Linked DNA regions of Mus musculus: all the other regions are linked to region 2. The links are chromatin contacts, called in public Hi-C maps. All regions are on one chromosome and are shown on one strand. The core of a region is the stretch at or near the end of the contact, and the rest is flanking DNA. Distances in the headings are between cores, read along the strand shown. Region 1 overlaps Gm50595. Region 2 overlaps Gm39857 (a long non-coding RNA gene). Region 3 overlaps Gm50595. Region 4 overlaps Gm50595.

Region 1 (5,418 bases), core at 1,283-3,782, 140 kb before region 2:
GAGGTGCCAGTTCAGTGTGCTCATAGACATCTCCAAGAATAAAAGAGAGAGGCATGTCAATTCCCCAGCGTTTGCTCGCTTGAAAATATTATAAACATTGTGATTCTTACTTTCCATCTGCATATAACTGTGTATTATATATTTTGTGCACAATTATTGTTTTTTGTATTTTTGTTTGTTTGTTTGTTTGTTTGTTTTTTGGTTAAATCCAGTCAAGGATGATGAAGTGAGAAGTGACTGCTGCAAAGCTAGAACGGGAGATAAATTCAAAGCTAGTCTGGTCTACATAGTGAGTTTTAAATCAGCCTAGGCTACAGAATGAGACTATTGCTGATGACTATTGTCTCAAACAACAATAACAACAACAACAACAACAATAACAACAGAGCAAAGGGGAGGAGAAGAGAGGAAAGTAGGGAGAAGAAAGGAAGGGAAGTAGGAGAGGAAGGAGAGGGGAGAGGAAAGGGTGGGGGGGGGGGAACATGGCAGCATCCAGGCAGGCATGGTGCAGGCAGGAGCTGAGAGTTCTACATCTTTATCTGGAGGCTGCTGGTAGAATACTGACTTCCAGGCAGCTAGGATGAGGGTCTCAAAGTCCACACTCACAGTGACACACCTACTCCAACAGGGTCACACCTTCTAATAGTGCCGCTCCCTGGGCTGAGTGATACAAACCATCTCAGGGTGGGGTTCACAAGAACCCTTTCAATCCCTGCAGTGTATAACTTTATCTTCTCATAAAGTTTAAATCTCTCTTCATTGTTCAAGTCTATACATCTTGAAAAGAAAAAACCAGATGTAGGTAAATGAGTTTTTTTTTTTTTTTATTCCACATCAATGAATATTCTCTTGGTTTCAAAGCAATGGCATCTCCATTCCTTTAGAGTAGTGGGATCACAGTAATTGAAAATGAAGTATGATTTGGTTTGTTAGAATATAAATTTTCAGGATGCATCTTTCAGCAAAAAAGAGACAGATTGTTATTAATAACACTTGTAATAATGAGTAGTGTTTAGGATGAGACTCTAAGGTTGGAAAGAGTCCTTGAGGGTATAAGTTATAGCCACTCAATACTTGAATCCCCTTGTCCAACCCCTCAAGGGTCACCCAAGCTGTGCTTAACCACCTTTGGCTATCTGGAAACTCACTGCCATTATTTCTTCAACAAATAACAACTGTCATGGTTCAGATGATCAGAGTCTTAATTTATCATCATAATGTGTCTAATTGCATTATAATTATCTATTACTGAGATAGGAATTTACTATGATATAAAAAAAAATCCCTTAAATCAATCACACTTGAACCACAGCATCCTCATTTGCATCAGACATCTTTAATTGGAGAGGGCTGGCAGAATTGAGACCAAAGTGTTGAAAGAGACCTTGAGGCATCCTGGGGCCTAATGTGTCACTTTCAGCAGGTTAGGTGCCATGATGGCCCTTTTTATAGATGCTAAAAGAGGCTCCTTTGAAAGGGAGAGCTGTGGGGTTGGAGCAATAGCCTCCTTTCAGGGGCCTGGGGAGATGGCTCAGTCAGTAAAGTTTCTTGCCACACAAGCCTGAGGAGCTGAGTTCAGACTCCATGCAAAGAGGGGAGAAAAACAGTTGAGCATGATAGCTTATCTATGACCTCAGTACAAATGTGGCAGGAAAAAAAAGTGGATCCCGGGAACTCGCTGTCCAGCCATCCTAGCCAGAGTAGGTAGTTTAGGAGCCAACTGGGTTTAGAAGATGGCCAGTGTTCACTCTGATTTCTAGGGAAGGAAAGAAAAGACCATTATGCACACCTATAAATCCTGCCTTTTATAGTAATGAAAAAATTACAAAGAGCCAATGCCATTTTCTTTCTTGATACAATTAGCTGATCAAACATCTTAATTTGGAGGGATCGCAGCTGATTGAGTTGAAGGTAGCATGCTGTTTAGTAAAATCTATGGCCATGGCTAATACCACAGATTGATTTTCTCTGTCATGAACATGTTATGGATTCTACCTTTTCTAGGAAATTAACCCCTCCAGTTCCCATCCCAGGCATCAAAAACGCCCCCATGTTTGGGAAGGGCCTCACATGGGAGATTGTGGGATGATCCCAGACGCCTTGACAGTCCCTGCTGAGGGGTGATAAATCACTTGTGCAGATTCTGGCTGCTCTTCAGGGAACCTAAACTCTGTAGCACAGACCCTAGAGTTGGTACATGTAACAGGCTCCTAGATAATTCTGAAATTCTTTTAGGTTCAGGGTTTAGGAACGAAAGACTGTCTTCCGGAGCTTGAAATTCCAACAATCACCTTCTTTTTAGTCCCTAAGAATCCCAGATAGGGAAAGCCATGGTCCAGTGGGTGGGATAGTGGTGAGCAGGAGTTAGCTTCCGGTAGGGTGGGAGATGGTGATGGGAGGTCTGTCGAATGAGAGCTTAGCCAGCAAGAGGGAGGGCCGAAGAATCAAAGGGAAGCTTTGCATTTGACAGTGGAGCTTGGAGCCAGCTCTGCATGAGTGGACTCAGCCTGGAAGCCTGCCATCTCGGTTCCTCAGAGATGAAGATGATGATAGTGAGCAGGGTAGAGGATTGTTGGGTTTCAAGAATTTATACGGTATGATGGTTTTTATCCTCTTTCCCAATCCAAGAAACAAAACAAAATCCAACCACTTTGTAAACTAACCGTCAAGTCTGAGTGCTGAGTCTTTACTGGAATTTATTAGATGTGAAACTAGCATGGCTTCGCTTGAGGGGAGGTTGCGTTGGTATCTGATGGTGGAAAGGCGAGTGTTCCAGTTGGGGAGAATTATGCGAATGGATGCACAGCAGTCCTAAAGGGGACAGGATTCCAGAGTTGTGCACGATGTTGTTTGTGCACTCTGTGTCAGACCAGGGCTTCTTGAGGCTAAAGCTACAGGGTTGAAGGAGAGGCCAGCATTGCCCCTTCCCTGGCACAGGACCACAGTCACAAAACCCAGTAAAAACCAATTCAGTTCATTGAAAATACTGTTTATGAGAATGATTATGGATAATCTTTCTCTAGAATTAGGAAGAAAGAAAAAAAAAGGACTCCATTTTTGTTTTATTTATTTATTCATTTTTTAAAAAGGGTATTTCAACAGTTCTTCAGTTAGATTAGATTTCTCCCAAGCTTAGGGCGTTAGCTTCTCCTTGAATTGTGCCTTGCTCCTTTTTCTTAAGATTATGACATGTTAAATGCTGATTTACTCATTTCTGTAATTAGATGTAGAGATTAGAATCCCCTTTATCTTACTCTGCAGTTTTCCTTTATGGGAAATTATGAAAGAATAATAGGTAAAAAGTTCAGAATGGGAGAAAGAATAAACAGAATGCTGAATGGATAATAAAATATTTAGTGCTTTTCAATTAACTGTTCTCACGATTAGTACACTAGTATATTATATCATAAAAATCATGTCTATTAATTTTTTGCAGCCATTATCTTGACTGTGATTTACTCCCTTCAAATCATTAACAATGCCATTAAAAAGGTGGATGGAGATGAACGTCCTGGAGAGAGATCAGGGATGTAATAGGATTATTGTTCAGGGTCACATGGAGACTGAAGAGCAGAGAATGGAGGGGAAGGGATGGGAGAGAGAGGTGCACTCCTTGCACACAGCTCCATGGTGCAGAGTCAAGTCGGTCCCTCCATGAGAACGTGGGGGAAGGGGCCTTCACTGAGGCAACACTGCTTCAAGTGGAAGAAGATGCTGTGTATAAAAAGCTCAGTGACTTGAGGGTATGGGCTTTTCTTGCAGTAGAAGTTCATTGCTCAGGAAGGGGAAGAGAAATTTATGTAAGGAGGAGAGTCCTTAGGGTTCCGCCCCAGGCCAGTGAGGCATTTATATTCCAGGTGATGCTCACGGCTCAAGGTCAGCCCCGCTATCCAGGCAAAGAAAGAACCCCGACTCCTTATAAAGAGTTCTCTTTCTGGGAAAGTGAGGTAAGCCACATAAACAGAGGAGACCGGGGTGCTCTGATGTTGTAGCTGTGCTGTGTGCTGACATCCTGCAGACCCTATCTCTTCAGTTCTTCTCTTTTTGGCTAAACAGCTGGCCCGTCTTCAAGGCTGATGCACCATTAGCATCCCATATGAATTTGGCCTATGTATGGCAAACAAGGTTTATTACTAGAGAGAACAATGATTTGGCTATTGTTCTTTAGTTTTTTGTTCTTCTCACTAGTGCTGGGACAACAATAAGGCCTCGGTGAGATCAGAGCCAGTTTGAATACCAGGTCTGAGGTCTTGATTTCCTGTCTTAGCTGCTGTGGGTGCATTTAGAGATGACCAAGGAGTGTCCTCTCCAAATATCGTACATTTCGATGGCGGAAGCCAGAGGTAGGCATCTCTGGTTTTAAACATTTAAATAAGACGTTTCCCTGTGAAAGCTGGCCCCGGGATCCATCTTCATAGGCCGGAAATAGAAAAGTGAAACCGACTAATCCATCAGGTCGAATTTCTAGCAGCCCAGTTTGCTTGCGAGAATCATTTTTGGCTTGGACATTTTAACCAGGAAACATAACATTTCTCTATCCTATTAATACCAGCTGTGGGTAGTTGGTCAGCATTGATATTCACTGCCAGATGTTAGCTGAAACCTCAAAAAAAAAAAAAAAACTCCTTTAAAGTAAGTTGTAATGCCAACATTTTATAAACCTGAGACCATGTGTTTTATTATTTTTCTAGACCTGCATTCCTGAGAATAATTTCAATTATGAAACCTTATGATTTGAAGACACATATTTGTTTATGCAGATAGTAAGTGTATGTGGAAACATTATAGATAGTATCTAGTATCCATACATCCCTTTAATTACTATGAACTTAGCCATGTAAGTGGGTGAATGGGTGATGTCCTGACCTCACACATTGCTACTACTTTCTTGATCATTTTGGATCCTTCCAATGGAGTCAATCATGCCCATTGCTTGGCTTTAGTTAGAATCAATAATGAATGACTTTGTATTGTCATGTTTTGACCATTGGTGCAATTCAACTTAAATGATGGAGGCCCAAAGGCCCGTCTTGCTTTTCTTATATACCTATTTTTGTTGTTTGCTTGTTTGTTTTGAGACAAGAGTTTCTCTCAGTAGCTCTGGCTGTCCTGGAACTCACTCCGTAGATCAGGCTGGCCTTGAACTCAGAGATTCACTTGTTTCTGCCTCCTGAGTCCTGGGTATGAAGGTGAATGTCATCATTGCCTGGTTATTTACTTATTCTTTTAAAACCATTTTAGAGATTAAAATATAATTAATTCACTTCCCCTTTCTTTTTCCTCCCTCGAATTCCTCTCTATACACCTATTCTTAAAATGGTAAAAGATCTCTCTAGAAATGGGAAGTCCTCTTAGTGGGACTGAGCAGGCTGCCTTTAGACCAATTGTCAGACATGTTCACAAGGGCAAATGCTTCAG
Region 2 (5,546 bases), core at 2,448-4,947:
TGGACCTGTCAAGCCTTTGCCCCGATCCTTTCTCTGCCTGAGCTACCTTCCCCAGTATCTTCACATAGCTAGCCTTTAGGACTAGCTTATATCATGACTTAGTGTCACTCTTCAGGAGGTCTCCCAGATAACCTACATAGCAGCCTATCTGATTTCGTCCTCTATCAAAACTCTCCATTTTTCTCCACTTCTTTGCCTTTCAATAATCATAATAGATAAATCATGAAACATCATATCCCGTACATATTGTTCACATGGATTCCTCACTATTAATAGGGCTTGATAATCTTCTAATTCTCATAAGCAAGTATCATCTTCCTGTGCTGTAAATCACTGATAGTGTAATTCAGTACTATTTACCATTTAGAAAATAGAGTAGGAGGACTGGAGAGATGGCTCTGCAGTTAAGAGAACTTCTTATTCCTGAAGAGGACCCAGGTTTAATTCCCAACACCCACATGGTGGTCCCCAATCATCCATTACACTGTGGTACCTAGAGATACATAGGGGGAAATACTTGCATATATAAAATGAAATAAATCTAAAAATTTTTTAAAAGAAAGAAAATACAGTGTTAGTTGATTTTCTTCTTTCTCTTAATATCTCTTCTCTCAAGAGTCAAAGTCCCTTAGCCCATCTTGAATGTGAAGTTACTTGTTACCTTTTGTGTCTCACCAAACCAGAGTCTCAACAACTCAGAAAGATAATTTTCCTTATGCAGTAGTAGGTCAAACCACATCTCTTTCTTTTTAAAAATTAATTCTTGGAGAACTTCAATGTGTCAACTTGACACAGGCTGGAGTTATCACAAAGAAAGGAGTTTCAGCTGGGAAAGTGCCACCATGAGATCCAACTGTAAGGCATTTTCTCAATTATCAAGGATAGGGCCCCTTGTGAGTGGTGCCATCTCTGGGCTGGTCGTCTTGGGTTCTATATGAGAGCAGGATGAGCAAGCCAGGAGAAGCAAGCCAGTAAAGAACATCCCTCCATGGCCTCTGCATCAGCTCCTGCTTCCTGACCTGCTTGAGTTCCAGTCCTGACTTCCTTTGGCGATGAACAGCAGTATGGAAGTATAAGCTGAATAAACCCTTTCCCCCCAACTCTTTTTTGGTCATGATATTTGTGCAGGAATAGAAACCCTGACTAAGATAAATTATATCCACTCCCAAACTCTCCTCCTAAATACTCCCAGATCCACTCCCAAGCCCCTGACCCCACAACTTTTGTACTTTGTAAAAATTAGCTTCCTAAGTCCAATTTGAGTTGCCCATATACTTCTGGTTCTGGGTCCACCTACTGGAGAATGGCTGCTTTACCAGGAACTACATCCTTAAAGGAAGCTATCTTTTCTTTTTTTTAAATATTTTTTATTACATATTTTCCTCAATTACACTTCCTATGCTATCCCAAAAGTCCCCCATACCCTCTCCCCCACTTCCCTACCCACCCATTCCCATTTTTTTTGGCCCTGGCGTTCCCCTGTACTGGGGATATACAGTTTGCGTGTTCAATGGGTCTCTCTTTCCAGTGATGGCCGACTAGGCCATCTTTTGATACAAATGCAGCTAGAATCAAGCGCTCCGGGGTACTGGTTAGTTCATAATGTTGTTCCACCTATAGGGTTGCAGATCCCTTTAGCTCCTTGGGTACTTTCTCTAGCTCCTCCATTGGGAGCCCTGTGATCCATCCAATAGCTGACTGTGAGCATCCACTTCTGTGTTTGCTAGGCCCCGGCATAGTCTCACAAGAGACAGCTACATCTGGGTCCTTTCAACAAAATCTTGCTAGTGTTGCAATGGTGTCAGCGTTTGGAAGCTGATTATGGGGTGGATCCCTGGATATGGCAGTCTCTAGATGGTCCATCCTTTCGTCTCAGCTCCAAACTTTGTCTCTGTAACTCCTTCCATGGGTGTTTTGTTCCCAATTCTAAGGAGGGGCATAGTGTCCACACTTCAGTCTTCATTCTTCTTGAGTTTCATGTGTTTAGCAAATTGTATCTTATATCTTGGGTATCCTAGGTTTTGGGCTAATATCCACTTATCAGTGAGTACATATTGTGTGAGTTCCTTTGTGAATGTGTTCCCTCACTCAGGATGATGCCCTCCAGGTCCATCCATTTGGCTAGGAATTTCATAAATTCATTCTTTTTAATAGCTGAGTAGTACTCCATTGTGTAAATGTACCACATTTTCTGTATCCATTCCTCTGTTGAGGGGCATCTGGGTTCTTTCCAGCTTCTGGCTATTATAAATAAGGCTGCTATGAACATAGTGGAGCATGTGTCCTTCTTACCAGTTGGGACATCTTCTGGATATATGCCCAGGAGAGGTATTGCTGGATCCTCCGGTAGTACTACGTCCAATTTTCTGAGGAACCGCCAGACTGATTTCCGGAGTGGTTGTACAAGCCTGCAATCCCACCAACAATGGAGGAGTGTTCCTCTTTCTCCACATCCTCGCCAGCATCTGCTGTCACCTGAATTTTTGATCTTAGCCATTCTGACTGGTGTGAGGTGGAATCTCAGGGTTGTTTTGATTTGCATTTCCCGGAAGCTATCTTTTCTAATGCAGCAACCATCAGCTATCCATAGATCCTCTGTTACAGGTAGGAGCTCATAGATCCCCTTCCACTCCGTTCTAGAACATTGGTCCAGCTTGATCTTGTGTAAGCAAACCTCAGCTGCTGTGTGTTCTCAGGTCCTCCCTGATTTCTGTCTCTTAGGCTTTTTTATCTTCTCCTTCTTCCATGGTGTCTCTGAGCCTTGGGGAAGGGGTGTGATATGATGTGCCATTTGTGGCTCAGTACTCCAGGGATACTCACTGTGTTTGGGCAAGTTGTGAGTTTCTGCACAAAGAAACTTCTCCATGAGATCTGACACCTGCACTAAACTACAGGCAGAGGCAGGCACACTCACACGGCAGTTTGATATGTTGATACGTCCATTTAGCATAATAATAGTAGTAGGTATGAACGTTTATGCTCTCCCTAACTTTGGATTCTTGGCCAGATTTATAGTACATATGTTTCCTCCTGTGGGACAAGCCTTAATAACAATTAGAAACTAGTTGGCTAACCTATACCATTCATGCCACTATTGTGCCCATGGGCATATCTTGCCATGTTGGTCATTATTGTAGCTCACAGAGTTGACAGCTGGATAGGACTATTGATGATCCTGCGTACACAGCACCTTACTCAACACCTTCTGGTACTATGAAAGCTAGCCAGTGGGAAAGAAACTGAGGTATTTGCTCCATGCTCTGTGACCAATATACCCAGAGTCTTCAGCAATAGGTTCTTACCATCAAGTTCTAGCAAGCAACCAAGAGCAATGGCAACAGCCTGTATTGTTTTGGAGGTCTCCGGGACACTTCTGACCAACAATTTAGGTGGGGCACTTGGCAATGGGCTTTTAATTTGGCAAAAATGACTTCTGGAATGGGCATCCTCCCCTGTGCGGTGTAACTCCAGTTACCCAACTACATTTCAAATGTCATGCTGTGCACTATATTAATGTCTTATGGAGAGCATTTTATTTGGTTCTAGAGTTCCACATCAAAACATTGTTTAGTTAGTCCTATGAAGCTGTACACAGACCTTTGGAGGCTTGATGTGAGAGAGGCACTTGTTTGCCTTGGATAGCAGTTCTCACAGGGAGGGTTGAAACCCTCTCCAAGGGTTGAAAGAGGTCTCTGTTTAGCCTCCACACATTCCCTCCCTTGGAGCAAGAGTGTTTCAATCTCATCTGAGTGCAGATCGGGACAGTCTTTGCCGCCATCCTCCCCACGCTGTAAACATCAGTGAATCACCGTGTATCTGACAAACCACTCAGTTATTGGCTCTTTGCGGAATTTAAATCTGCTACATTTATGCCAGCAGGGCAACAAATAGTAAGCGCTTTGTGGCTTGTGATTTGTCCTCGTCCCACTTCTGGGCCCTCTGATTCTTAATTTGTAAACCCAGATCTTATGAGTTCCCCTTTCCTAGATCCTAATTTCCAAGTCTTTCCCACCCCTGCTTTTCTCTGCCCCAACACATATGGAGCTGGATGAAGGAAGAAAAGAGAAGGAAAAAAAAAGTCTCTTGTGACCTGAAATGACACCGTGAACGCGATGCTTACAGGAGGAGGATCTTCATAAAACTTTTTCTAAACAAAGGAAATCTACCCTTTAAACTTTATCTAGCGGGACAACACAGGCCCCAGCGCAGGTCCTCGTCTGCCAAATGTCCACTCTTGTTTGGACATGGGAGGGCTCTGGATAGCCTGATTTTATGGCACTTAAAAGAAAATCTAAAACAAATTTTAACAATGGCCTGGCATATCAAAAAGCTGGAGTTATTGAAACAATGTGGTGTAAGAGTGAGATCAGATAGACAGAGTAATCAAACAGCCCTGGAGACAGATCCACGGAGACACTAAAATGTAGTTTTGATGCAAATCAAGGATAAACAGAAAGGTAGAAAATGGACCTGCTGTGTCGTGAAGCAAGTGAGATCCTTATCTCACACCATACGCAAACATAAATCCCAGGCCATTAAAGGCCAAAAAATGTAAATAAAGTAATTCTAAACATATAAGAAAAATACGTAAATATTTTTGGAGCATGAAAGACTTTTATTTTTTAAAAGACAAACCCCACACTACAGAGTAAAAGGAACTGAAATTTGATTGTATAAAATTTAGGTTTTTTTTTTTTTTTTTTTTTTTGGTGGAAAACATTGAAACAATCCCCTAAGCCTACTACAAACAAAGATAAAACACAGCTGAAAAAGACAAATGATTCTTTTTTCTTTAATAAATAAATGGTGAGAAAACAAGAAGAATGGGACTCTTAGGAACTAAAAGAGACTTGAGAGCCATGGCAGTCGGAATGAAACCTTGTTTGGATTCTGACCCACGGAAACCAAGTATGGAAAGATGTGCTGTAGGTCAGCATGTCAGAGGAATTTGCAGAGTGATTATTAAACAGGATTAGAAGAATCATTATCAATGTTCAAGGAAGAATGATGAGATTCAGTGGGGTTTTTTTTTTGGTTTTGTTTTGTTTATTTTTTTAATTCTTGGTATTTCAAATATTTGTGAATGACATTGAATGGTGCTTAGCGTTCACAGGGACTGGCAGCTATGGAAAAGACAGAGGGCGTGAGTTTCTACGCTTTATCAATGTGGCCAAGGCTCTTGGTTATCAGAGCTGGAAGAAGGCTGTGTGTAAGTTCATGGTGTTATTTTATTTCATTGATTTTTAAAAATTAAATAAAAGCAGTAAACTTAAAATCATTCTTGGAACATAGCAAATATGGAATGAATGTTATCCATTTTTATCACATTTATTTTAGCAAGGCAGGCGGCATGTTCACTACAGTGGGAATCTATGAGAGGCAGCCTCTAGAGAGCATGGTTTGCCTACACTTGGTTTTGAAAAGACTAAGTCTTTAATCTAGTTCTTCCACTTTTATGTCTTCCAGAGATATTGGCACATGTATGAAATAATATGCATAGTTGCTAAAAAAAACCCCAATTTTTAATAACAGAAAATTGCAAGCAA
Region 3 (5,779 bases), core at 356-2,855, 160 kb before region 2:
ACTTCCGTTTCCGAAGACCTGGAAAGCTCTCTGCATTAGCTAATGTCAGGGCATGGCTTGCCTAGCCAGAGCAGAACAAGTTACCATTGCCAAGGACAAACATGGTGCCCCCTGTGCCCTCCTTATCCATGCCTTCTGTAATTGAGAGGGATAATTACAATGGCGCAGGCGCTGAGGTACATACGTGGCCAATGCTCATGAGTCTAACTAACTTGTGGTTTGTCTTGACTCAGTAGCAAAGTGGAGAGAGGCCCTGCAGAAAGGCATCTCCTGCTGCTGCTTTCCAAGGTAGCCCCTCGCCATAGCAGTAAACTCCCAGATTGCAAGTCCTTCAACTACCTCTTATTAGCTGGCTGACACTGGGCATCTGTATGATACCATCTGAAGCTATGTTTCTTTACTTAGAAGACAGGCGATAAAATCGAGTACCTGAGTGAGCTCTTAATGCCGTGGCTGGCACAGGCCAAGTGTTCACATGTACCAATTTTTCACTAAAGAGGACTTAGAAAATAAATGAAAAATAAACTTTGAGGGTAACTGATGTTCTTGAACATTAAAAAAATCACCTCCAGTTTGGCCCAGTCTTAAGTCATCCTTTAAAAATGAGAGTTAAAAAAAAGAATATATATATATTTTTTTTTTTCTTTGAGATATGGTCTTGTTATATAGCCCAGCCTGGGCTTGAGTTCATGATCTTTTTGTCTCAGCCCCTGAGTTCTGCGATTACTGGTAGGTGCACTCAGCCTGAGCTAGCCACTTTTAATACATGACTTTGTCTGTCTTTAATCAAGAGCACCCCCACCTGTGGCCGGTTTCCTTTAAAGTTCTTCAATTGCCTTCAGCGGTTTTATGTATTCACCCCTAAGCTGTGGAAAGAACAGAATGTGAACACTTCGCCTGGCCTCAAATGTTTAGACTTTGCTGTTCCAAACAGTCAATAAATAAGGAGTGCCTATCACATCATTAGGGGATTCAACTTTCATTCCATTGCTTCAAGAATTTGCAGAATTTAAGATGTGAAAAAAAAAAAAAACCAGGAAAACAGAAGAGAATCTTCCCTGTTGTGGGAACTGTAGGTCTCTCTTTTACAGAGCTTGAAGAACTTGAGCCATGGGCACTTTCTTCCATGAAGAATTTCTCCTGCACTGGAAGACTGAAACAAGAGTCCTGAGTCCCCGTAGGAATCTTCAGCTTGTAATTGGAAAAGTGTGCACTGGTGTGGAGCTGGGCCACTGCCAGGCTGTGTGTGACAGGAGCCAGTCTCTGCTGAGCTCCGAAGCATTTTGCAGTTTATGGCAAATCAGTGTCTCCACTGGAGTCCTTTTTAATAGGCTTATTTAGGTGGCATTGTGTGTGTGTGTGTGTGTGTGTGTGTGTGTGTGTGTGTGTGTGTGTGTTGGCTTAGGGAGAAAAGCTTTTTCTGAGAGCTTTGCAAAGCATCACTGCAGCCCTGGAGGGAACAGGTTTTGGTTTTGTGGTGTTTTGCTTTCAACTGAGAGTTGATGCTCTTTGGTTTCTCCTTTAAACAACCCCCCCCTCCCTCATTGCTTTGAGCAGTGTCCCTGGACTTGGGGGAACTCCCTCACAATGTAGCAATTACTGATTTATGTTCCAGTGATAAGAATGTGTTTTACTGTGGTCATAATATTTGTCCAACTTAACTACTATGTACTGTAAAGTATCATAAAAGCTTCTCAGATCAAACATTATGAGACAAAGGATCATGAACTGCCCCCAATCTATGCACTCCGACTCCTATGAGATCTGTGGGCATGCCACCATGAAGAGAGGACAGATAGAGAAGCCTGTGCCCTCCCACTCCAATTTAGGTCATCTGAACCTTCCCGATGCCTGCTTGTCATCAGCTGAGCCCCTGGGTTAAGGTTTAAAACCTGTTATTTCCCTGGCTTCACCTCATTGTAGCATCAATCTTCCTCCTTTGGAAATTAGGAATTTCACTTAGATTTGCTGTCAACATGTAAACCTGGCTTGGGTTCATGTCTATTCTATGATACTTTTCCCTATCTTATCTTCTATTTTGATCAGTTACTGTTAAGGATACCTTTTTAAGGCATTCCCCCCCCCCATTTTTTTAAAAATAGGGTCTCATGTAGCTTTGACTTGTCTGGAACTCACTGTGGAAACTAGGCTGACTTTGAACTCTGCCTGCCTCTGTCTCCATCCCCAGTGCTGGGATTAAAGGCATGTGCTACCACACCCCCAATCCAATGTATCTTGATTATTTCCACTCTTAACTCCTCCTTCCATTCTCCCCAGAGCTCCAAGCATGTCCTCTTCCTACCTTTATGTCCTTTCCATTCATTTTATAACCTACTGAGTCCAGTTAGGATTACCCCTGGGTGCACGAGTGAGGTCATTCTCAGGAGCATGGGCAACCTGTCAGCAGCCACACCTTAGTGTGGCTTGTCAACTGCTAATAGCTCCTGTGTTGGGGCAAGGTTTCTCTAGCCCTTCTTCCATGTCTGCTGGGGTGTGGAGTGATTTGATCTTGCTCAGGTAACCAGAGTTGCTGGGAGTTGATGACAGTTATCCTGCAGTCCAGCAGACAGCATCTCACAGGACCCTCCCACTCTCTGGCTTTCACATTCTTTTTGCTCTCTCTTCCCTGTTGTTCTCTGAACCCTGGAGAGATTGATATGATTGATCGACTTAAGGGTGAGTGCTCGATAGTCACTTATTCTCAGTCTCTGTATTGACTGATGTCCACTGCATCTCTGACCCAGGTTGAGAGAAACACTAATATATGGCTATAGACACAAATATCTAGAAATCAATTTGACAGCATGCCCAATTAGAAAAAAAAAAAGCTGGCAGGTTTTCTCTTAAGGTCTATGAACTCCCAAACCATGGGCTTTTGACAAGTTTATAGATACCAGGAATGAATTCTCTCCTATGAGACAGGGTCCAAAGCCAAGCTGAAGTGGTTGGTTACTCCTCTAATACTCACGCCACTACTACACCAGTGGGCACATCTTATCTGGCAGGTTGGTATTGTGCTATGCAGGGTCCACTGATGGGTGAGTCCATTGATGACTTTCTCCCTCAATATCTATAGAGCACCTTCCAGTGCTGTGGAAGTTAACTAGAGGGGAGGAATTTTCCTAGTCCATTCCAGCTTGATTTTTCTGTCCTGCAACCAAAGAGGCCACCTTTTCTAAGTAATTTCTCAGCTCCCCACGTCCACCTACCACGGAGCCAAGGAGATACAAAGCAGGGCAAATTCTCTGCTGCAAGGTTCAGAGGCTGAGTTCTCTGCATCCTCCATTGTTCTACTTCTGGAAGAGCTTGCGACCATTCTTGTTTTGTGGTTTCCACAGCTGGCAGAAAGAACTCCTACATCCTCAGCAACTCTGCTCCTGCTTGTGTCTAGGTCACCCGCTATGGGTTCCCCACCACAGTACCTTCCATGCCTAAGGAGCCAGATTGTGAGGGGGGCCACAGGATGGGGTAACAGAGCCAGCTCATCAGGATTGCACACCCAGCCCTCAGTCTGATAAGCAGCCACCGGCATAAACAAGGCATGAGTCTTATATCCTTTCTTATATCTTTATGTAATCACATCGTCTGCAGAGCCTTGTACGAGTTCTCAGTTTCCTCTTCTGCTAGGGACCACACTGAGCAAATCAACCTGTGCACCGGGGACTCTGCTGAGGAAATCTGAGAGTGATGGACAGCATAGAAGTGACTTCAGTGTTCCTGTGAAAGCTGTCACTTTCTCTGCAGAGTGCTGTGACCCGTGTGGTAAGCAGTGGAGGTTAATGTCACCTTTCATGCCTGTGTGGAGGAGAAGCAAGGACGCACGTGAAGACGGCACATGGTCAGAGACAAGATGGCTTCTGGGTAATCTCCTATATTCATGCTCTGAGAATATGCGGGCTTTTATAGGAAAAATGAAAACAGTTTATAAATGCAACCCTTTTGGATGTTAAATGCAGTTTTATTAACTCCTAATGACTCATAGTTCAACACAGAATCACTGAACCTCTAATAGCTTAGTCTGTAGTTATTAGGCTAAATAGTTGTGGTGGTATCACAGAAAGGTACAGGGGAACTGACCGAGGCAGGGAGGAACCATAGTTAACAAGTGGACTCCAAAGACCTGCTGTGTGGCTTTGGGAAAGTCACTTTGCTTCTCTGTGCCTAAATTTTCTCACCTGTAAAATGGGGGAATAGTAAGTATATTTATCTCCAAGAGTTAGTATGAGGAATTGATGTGTAAACTCACGTAAGGTGCTTGTATTGGTGCCGACACTTCTGTTTACTGAGTGCTTCTTATGACATTTTGGCCTCTTACCTTAAAAACATTACTTCTTTCTTTTCTTGAGATTGTAATATTTCCTTTTCCTTCCTCCAACCCTTCCATATACCATGCCCTACTCCCTTTCATATTCATGGCCTTCCCACCTCCCATTCATTGCTGTTACATGCACATATATGTACGTACATGTATTTTCCTAAATATAATCTACTCAATCTACATAATGTAACTTGTATGCATATATTTTCAAGGCTGACCATTGCATATTGATAAACAATTGGTGTGGTTTCCTCTGGGTGTCTTAGTAACTGTTCTATTGCTATGAGGAGACACCACTACCAGGGCAACTTATAAAATAAGGTATTTAACTGGGGGGGCGGCGGCTTGGGGACTCCCAGTTTCAGAGGGTTAGTAGATTCTCATATTGACAGGGAGTATGGTATCAGACTTGTGAACATGGTGCTGTAGCTGTAGCTGAGGGCTCACATATGACTTGTAAGTTTTAGGCGAGAGGGAGGAGAGGGAGAGGGAAAGGGGGAGGGGAAGGGGGACGGGAAGAGGAGAGAGGCTGGGCTTAGTGTGGGCTTTTATAACCTTAAAGCTCACTCCTAGTGACATAACTCTTGAACAAGGCCACACCTCCTAATTCTTCCAAAATAATTCCACTAACTAGGGATTAAGCATTCAAGCATATGAGTCTATGGGGACTGTTCTCATTCAAACCATCACACTGGGCAAGACTACTCCCTCTCCCACCTCTTCTTAGCCTCCCTTAGTTGCCTGTACTTCTTTGTGTAGGGCTGAGTCTTCTGGGCTTTCCCTGTCTAGTCTGCCATGCCTCCTGCTGTTGCCCTGGTTCAGATCACACGTTGGCCACATTGGTGAGATGTTATGGTTGAAGTCTTGATATTACTCGGAAACACAATCTGAAAGCAAAATCCCTGATCCTCTGGCTCTTAAAATCTTTCTCCAACTTTTCCCACTATGATCCCCAACCTTGGACCCCAGGGTTGTATGGTAGATGCATACACTGGGATTGGACTCACTCCACAACTCTGCATTTCCAATGGTTGTGGATTTCTTTAATGGCCTTTGTATGTTGCAAAGAGAAGTTTCCTTGATGAGGGGTGATTACTGTAACCAACAGCTCTCTCCTCGGACTTTATATCTGCTCAACAAGAGGGCAATTACTCCTGGTGCTTATGTGGTTTTGTTTGTTTGTTTGTTTTTTGTTGTTTTTTGAAACAGCAACTGCTATTTTTTTTTCCAGTGCTTCTAAAGAAATACTGTCTGCACCTTTTTCTTTGAACAAGAAATGGTCTTTCTTTGAAGTAGATTTTGAGTCCCTTTCGTCATCTTTGTGTCTCCAGCACTTATTTGGGAAAAAACCCAAAACAAACAAACAAACAAAAAACCCCAAAAAACCCCACAGTTATTTCTTGTAAGAACTAAAGTGCAAGTCCCACCTCCCCTTTGGCATGGGAGAGTAGGGACAGAGGT
Region 4 (5,982 bases), core at 924-3,423, 260 kb before region 2:
GCTGGCATAGTTTCCTACCTTGGTCTTTTCATCAGTGATTTCTTTTCCCTCCTCTGTACAAATCTTTTGACTGTAGTAACTTCATCCTTTGAGGAACAAAGTGGGAAGTGCTCCCAACAAACTCAAATAGCTTTAGCCACGATCTAAAGTAATTTGATGGGGGAATAAATTGGTAACTGGTTTTCGGGAAAGGGAGGCACTGAGATAGAATACAACCAGCAGTAAGATTGACGTGCAGCGTTCACGTAATCACAACAGAGAAGATAGATGAAGTGTTCGGCATCTAAACTCTGGAGCCAGGAGCTGGGCTAGGGTTCCAGCTCGGCTCTATTTCTTATTTCTCGTGTCACTAAGGCTCCTATCTCTCAAGCTTAGGTGTTGTGAGCACCCAGTGGGGCTGCTGAGGACCCAGTACCTGCTGCACAAAGGGCTGGCTTTTCTGGAGCTCCGTAAACGGGCGTTGCTGTTGCTGTGCCTTGGAAGGGATGCTGGCGTGTTTATATTATCCCGACAGGGCTGTCACCTGTGTCAAAGCTGCTCACTCAACATTGAAGAAGCCTTTGAAGGCAGCTGAAGCCAATCAAGGAGATCATGGAGACGAGACAATCAGGAAATCTTTACAAGTGACACTTTTAAAGAAGGTTTAGTCTCCCATGAGTTCAGATCGGTCTGAGGAACTTCCTAGGGACTGTGATTTGAATGAGGTCTTATACAACTTGGCTAAGAAAAAAAAAAATGAAGTGCTTTCATCCAGGAAATAATGTGCAGAAAAAGAGGAGAAACAAGAAAGACTTATTTTTTTGGAGTGGGGGGGGTGTTAAAAATCAAATTATTGGCATGACTGTGCATTGCTGAGACTCAAACCCAGGGCCTTCATGCATGCCAGTCAATACGAACCTTCCCCTTTCTCCATAAAGGTAAAAGTAACACAGCATTTTGATATTTGATGTATATGTATATATATCAAATACACACACACACACACACAGACACACACACATGCACACACACACAGACACACACACATGCACACACACACAGACCACACACACACACACACACACACACACACACACGCACACACACACGAATGCACGCACACACAATCTTATTGAAGATAGAGTTTTCATACACTGTATTCTGGTTGTGGTCCCCTCCCTCTCTATTTCTCTCAGTTTTCCCCTCCCCTCTCCTCCCCTCCCACTGAGGTCCACTCCCTTTCTGTCTTTCCTTAGAAAACAAACAGGCTTCTAAGGGATAATAATAAAATATAATGAGATAAAACAAAAACAAATCAGAATCTAACAAAACAAACAAACAGAAGGCACAAGAACTCAAGAAAAGGCACAAGAATCAGCTGCAGACAAAGAGACTCACTTCTTGGCACACCCATAAAACCGCAAACCTGGAATCCATGGTGTATACACAAAACCTATAAAGTAAAACTAATTGTAATAAAATAACAGTAACTTTTTCTTGCACCACCACTACCCGGTGTATTTATTTATTTATTTTAATAAAAAAGCTCTGACGTAAGGAGTTAGGAGACAAGGAACCTTAAAGTCACCACTGGGTTCCTTTTCAGTCGGCCTCTCCTGTTGGGCACTGCAGCCTGCCCTTAAGAGTGGTTTGTTTCTCCAGTGAGACTTCCTTGGAGAAAACAAAATTTTCATTTCCAAGTGGTTATAGATTGGAGAGAGTTTCTGGATTAGCACTGTGGAGTGTGTCCTCTCCTCCTTTCATCTGCATCTGGTGCAGGACACCCCCCCCCCCCCGCCCCGCCCCGCGTGCTACCTCCATCTCTGGGAGTTCATATGTGCACCAGTCCTGTTGTGTTTAAAAGTCTTGTTTCCTTGGTATCTTCCACCCCTCTGGCTCTTTTTGCCTCCTCTTCCCCTCCGGGTTTCCTGAGCCCCAAAGGAAGGGCTGAATAATATTTATATTTGAAAAGACAGTCTTGAAGCTTTTGTGAGTTAATGCATTTGACACTTTCTTTTAAAATATGTCCCCTTCCTCGTCGGTTTGACTATAGTATGAAGAAAAGTGTATTTATTGGCGAACTATAGGGGTTGCAGATTTTTATATAACCCACCATGTCTTGATGACACCCCAGGCAGATCGTGTCCACTAGGTGGCGCGCATGGGCCTTCGCTGTAATGCTGTGGGTTTTCTAAACCAGGCTAGGGAGCGCTGTGCTATCCCTGGTGAGGCAGCTTGCCCAAGACCAACTCCAAATGCCTTAAGCCTGGGGTTCCCACAGCTGCAGCTTGCAGCCTGATCAACCTCAAACCGCAGGCTGCAAAACCAGAAGCCCCTGAAGCGGCTTCAAACCAAAACACTGAGGTGGACAATGCCATGGCTATTTAGAGGAAAGGGATAAAGACACGAGGGGAGCATTAAAAAGAACGAGATCCTTCTGCACTGGTTTTCATGACAGTATAATTTTCTCTCATGTTGTAAGGTTGAGCACAACGTGAAATCGAGGCTAGATTCTGATGCAGATTTCAGAGTGGGAGGGGAAGGCATTTTGTTTTTCTTTAGGAGAGCGCCAGCTGATTCCCTTTATTTTCCAGATGAAACGCTGACGGCTTTGTCATAGTTTTATCCTTTATTACTGGTCTAAAAAGGGACAGGTGTCTTCCTTCCAATCCGAAGCAGCAAGTAATGGCTTTGGCATCATTTCTTTGCCTCTTTTAAGTTTATGGAAACCCATTTCTCATTGTTAGGCTAAAGATGCAGATCAGAACGGAGGAGCCTGATTCTTGTCACAGGAAGGCTGCTTCTCAGGCGATTAGAAAGCAGCAGCCGGGAGTCTTGACAGGAACGCGTGACAGATAGCTATGGCAACGCAGTTACAGACCCCGCACGCAGGGCCTCCAAAGCCCTGGGTTACCCCGCACGCACGCGTACAACTCTGCTTAGGAGCAACCCTGAGACCGGTTCTACGCGTTTCTGCAAAGCTTGCCTGTGCTGGTTTATCTGAGCTGGCTGAAGGCGGTGGGGGAACACGAGGCCTTTTTCCTGTAGTGTAGCTCAATGCAGCAGCATCTCTGTCTTGGGTTCAAGGGTACCCCGATTCTGTAATTACAGATCGGCAAGCTCATTTTGATTTCGGCCAAAATAACTCTTAAAAAATTTAAAGGTATCTTTGTGTGTCTGGTGTTTTGCCTGCACCATATCCTGAGCACAAAATAAGATTTTTTTAAAAGTCAAATTTATAGTTCCTGTAAAATAATAATAAAAGTACCTTTTTTTGTACTTGCCCAGGGTTCTTATGTATGTAATCCTCTTTTTATGGTGCTGATGGCAGGCTTTCAATGGATTTCTTAAGATCTCTTCCAATGGTATATAATCTTGGTTCAGAAATATGCATTAGTTCAACAAACCCAGACAGAAAAGTAATTAGGGGTGTATGGAAATAGTGGAGTAGGGACAGAGTGATTCTTTTAAAATGGGCTTTCCTAATAATTTCGTTTACTTAAAGAAAGGTGGGTGAACTATCTGCATTTCTGGAAGGCGTGTTGCCTCTTATTCAACCTGTGCTTATTGTTTCAAAAGACAGGAATTAACAAGCAGAAATAAAGCACCTTTTCTACAGCAAAACATTTAATTTTACTTACTAAAATGTTAGATTTCAATACAGACCCAGGAGCCAGCAATGTCTGATATATTACTAGAGAAACATCTGGAAGTGGCTGTAAGGACGGCTGAGTGAGTGTAAGGTTCGCGATATCATCTCTGGATGTAATATACTTCTTACCTCTGGGTGGCGCTGTTCAACTGCTTCTTGTTTTTATGTGCCGTTGAAAACCTTTGCTTCCTGTTAGATGCATTCCTGAAAGAATCTGTTAAAGAGACATTTCCTCTATCCACAGTTACGCCTTAAATAACTTTCTTGTCACATGGATATAAATTTAAAGTGGTTGTGATATGCCATTTTAATTACCAAAAGATGACCAAATAATATTAAAGATTGTTTATATGGGCAATTGGCCAGGTTAAAAACCCGATCTCATCTTGCTGGAGAAGAAATCATCTATTTACATTTTGATAGGCATTTAACCTGAAAAGACCATTCAAACACTAGAGTTTTAGTTTAAATTTGTTGTCACTTTTAAATCCATAAAGATGTTTCAGTAGAAGCCAGTTTTATGAAAGGGAAGGGTAGATATTGGGAAAAACTCCAACCAATTAAAATGTTATTTAAAAATCTAACATTAGTCACTAAGATAGTATTTTCACTTAAATTCAAAGCTAAACACCTTCAATATTAAACAAAACAATACAAAACAAAACAACAACAACCACAACACACACACAGAACAAAAACCTTCAGAAACCTATCTTTATCTTCAGAATTCTTCTTTCCAGAACAGGATTGCTTTAGTAAGTAGCAATTATGTTTACAATCTTGGAAAATGTATGGTAGGTAGCCATTACATCTCTTACAAACCCACAGTGAGTTAGTATTGTGGGCCAAGAGAACACATGTCGGTTGGTTTTTAAGACGTCTAATTCTTTATTCAAAACTCAGGGCCAGTCAGAAATGCCAGATGAAGGGGTTATAATGCCAAAGTTAATTTTGTTTTGTCATATACAAAGTAGTTAATGTAAAAATTATTGATTGATATTCTCCCTCTTTTAACTCTTTTAGGACTCAATATTTAAAGCAAAACTAATTTATCTAGGTGTTCTACTGCACAAAATTAATTCTACTGGGACAGGCGAGGCCAAGCCTCATTATGAAACGGTTGGTTCCCTTGCTGAACCAGCCTAAGCAGGTTGCTTTAGTTTTTCAAAATTAGGTACAACAAAGAATTTAACCCTTGAGATGCTGGGGAACTGGCCTTCAGTATTATACTACCTGGGCCATGGGATGGGACAGGAGACATGTCTTCTCCTGTGGGTTCTGCCTAGGACACAGGTGAGGTGAGGTGATTTATATACCAGGGTATGTGTTCATTAAAACCAGTGTTTTTCAGCCTTCCTAATGCTGTGACCCTTTAATACAGTTCCTCATGTTGTGACGATCCCAACCCTAAAATTATTTTCATTGCTACTGCATAGCTGTAATTTTGCTACTGTTATGAATTGTAATGTAAGTATTTTTGGAGATAGAAGTTTGCCAAGGGGTTCCCACTCACAGGTTAAGAACCACTGATTAAAACAATTAATCGAAAATATTCCTTGGGGCGTGGTGGCACACGCCTTTAATCCCAGCACTCGGGAGGCAGAGGCAGGCGGATTTCTGAGTTTGAGGTCAGCCTTGTCTACAAAGTGAGTTCCAGGACAGCCAGGGCTATACAGAGAAATCCTGTCTCAAAAAAAAAAAAAAAAAATATATATATATATATTTCTAGTATGTACCACTGTATTTCAGACCTTGCCTTTAAAAATGTGTGTGTGTGTGTGTGTGTGTGTGTGTGTATTGGGCATGGTAGCATATGCCTTTAACCCCAGCATTCAGAGGCAGAGGCAGGCAAATCTCTGTGATTCTACATAGTGAGTTCCAGGACAGCCAGGCTACATTGTGAAACCCTGTCTAAAAAAATTATATGAAAATAGTGAACTTCTTTCCCTGGGTGGCCAAATAGTTGTTCAGATTTGCTTAATTTCTGAATTAAGTATATATTACTGAATTAAGTAGTATAGCCACTAGGCATTGGTTATTGGGTATAGCTATAGCTTTCCTTCCCTCCTTGTGTGTGTTTTTCTTTTAGTATTTGTGCAAAAGTATTATTGGGGATTTTAAAATGTCTTTTGTTTTTAGTGTCTGAGGACCAAACCTATGAACCCTGTCACTGAAGCGCACCTCTAGCCCCGCACGTCTGGTTGTGTATGTACTTTTTGTTAAATGTAGCCGTCCTAAGCATGGAAAGTCTTGAGGCTAAGCTACTTCTTTTGTTCATTTTGAGCATTTTGAGCGCATTTTGTTTTCATAGACGTAGTTTTCTTCATTTAATGTGCCTCATTTCCCACCAG

What was found. A called contact is a pair of places that touch in the nucleus more often than the background predicts.
Region 1: a contact with region 2 is called in a Hi-C map of uterus, with 1.6 times the contacts expected there. The contact joins two enhancer-like sites. A contact is called at or near these places in 5 of 484 Hi-C or Micro-C datasets (the G1E-ER4 cell line, nephron progenitors, uterus and 1 more) and 1 of 115 datasets of contacts at active chromatin or transcription factors (double positive thymocytes).
Region 3: a Hi-C map of uterus shows a contact between it and region 2, with 5 times the contacts expected there. The contact joins two enhancer-like sites. A contact is called at or near these places in 8 of 484 Hi-C or Micro-C datasets (embryonic stem cells, nephron progenitors, uterus and 1 more) and 1 of 115 datasets of contacts at active chromatin or transcription factors (double positive thymocytes).
Region 4: a contact with region 2 is called in a Hi-C map of uterus, with 4 times the contacts expected there. The contact joins two enhancer-like sites. A contact is called at or near these places in 36 of 484 Hi-C or Micro-C datasets (the AtT-20 cell line, B cells, the C10 cell line and 19 more), 9 of 115 datasets of contacts at active chromatin or transcription factors (the NIH/3T3 cell line, bone marrow-derived macrophages, embryonic basal ganglia and 6 more) and 1 of 9 other capture datasets (embryonic stem cells).

The regions. Positions count from the first base shown.
Region 1 is chr2:75,471,780-75,477,197 of GRCm38.p6, reverse strand. The region is part of intron 3 of Gm50595; the gene reads left to right. Among named protein-coding and RNA genes, the nearest start is that of 9430019J16Rik, 30 kb to the right of the region's middle. Within about 2 kb of position 2,532, at least 7 of the 459 cell types and tissues checked have an H3K27ac peak or open chromatin away from gene starts, as enhancers often do. A contact at or near this core is called in uterus, where this site is marked.
Region 2 is chr2:75,332,657-75,338,202 of GRCm38.p6, reverse strand. All of the region lies in intron 3 of Gm39857 (a long non-coding RNA gene), which reads left to right. Among named protein-coding and RNA genes, the nearest start is that of Gm32927, 25 kb to the left of the region's middle. Within about 2 kb of position 3,697, at least 5 of the 459 cell types and tissues checked have an H3K27ac peak or open chromatin away from gene starts, as enhancers often do. A contact at or near this core is called in uterus, where this site is marked.
Region 3 is chr2:75,487,792-75,493,570 of GRCm38.p6, reverse strand. The region is part of intron 2 of Gm50595; the gene reads left to right. Among named protein-coding and RNA genes, the nearest start is that of Gm39854, 18 kb to the left of the region's middle. Within about 2 kb of position 1,605, at least 13 of the 459 cell types and tissues checked have an H3K27ac peak or open chromatin away from gene starts, as enhancers often do. A contact at or near this core is called in uterus, where this site is marked.
Region 4 is chr2:75,586,567-75,592,548 of GRCm38.p6, reverse strand. All of the region lies in intron 2 of Gm50595, which reads left to right. Among named protein-coding and RNA genes, the nearest start is that of Gm39853, 24 kb to the left of the region's middle. Within about 2 kb of position 2,173, at least 17 of the 459 cell types and tissues checked have an H3K27ac peak or open chromatin away from gene starts, as enhancers often do. A contact at or near this core is called in uterus, where this site is marked.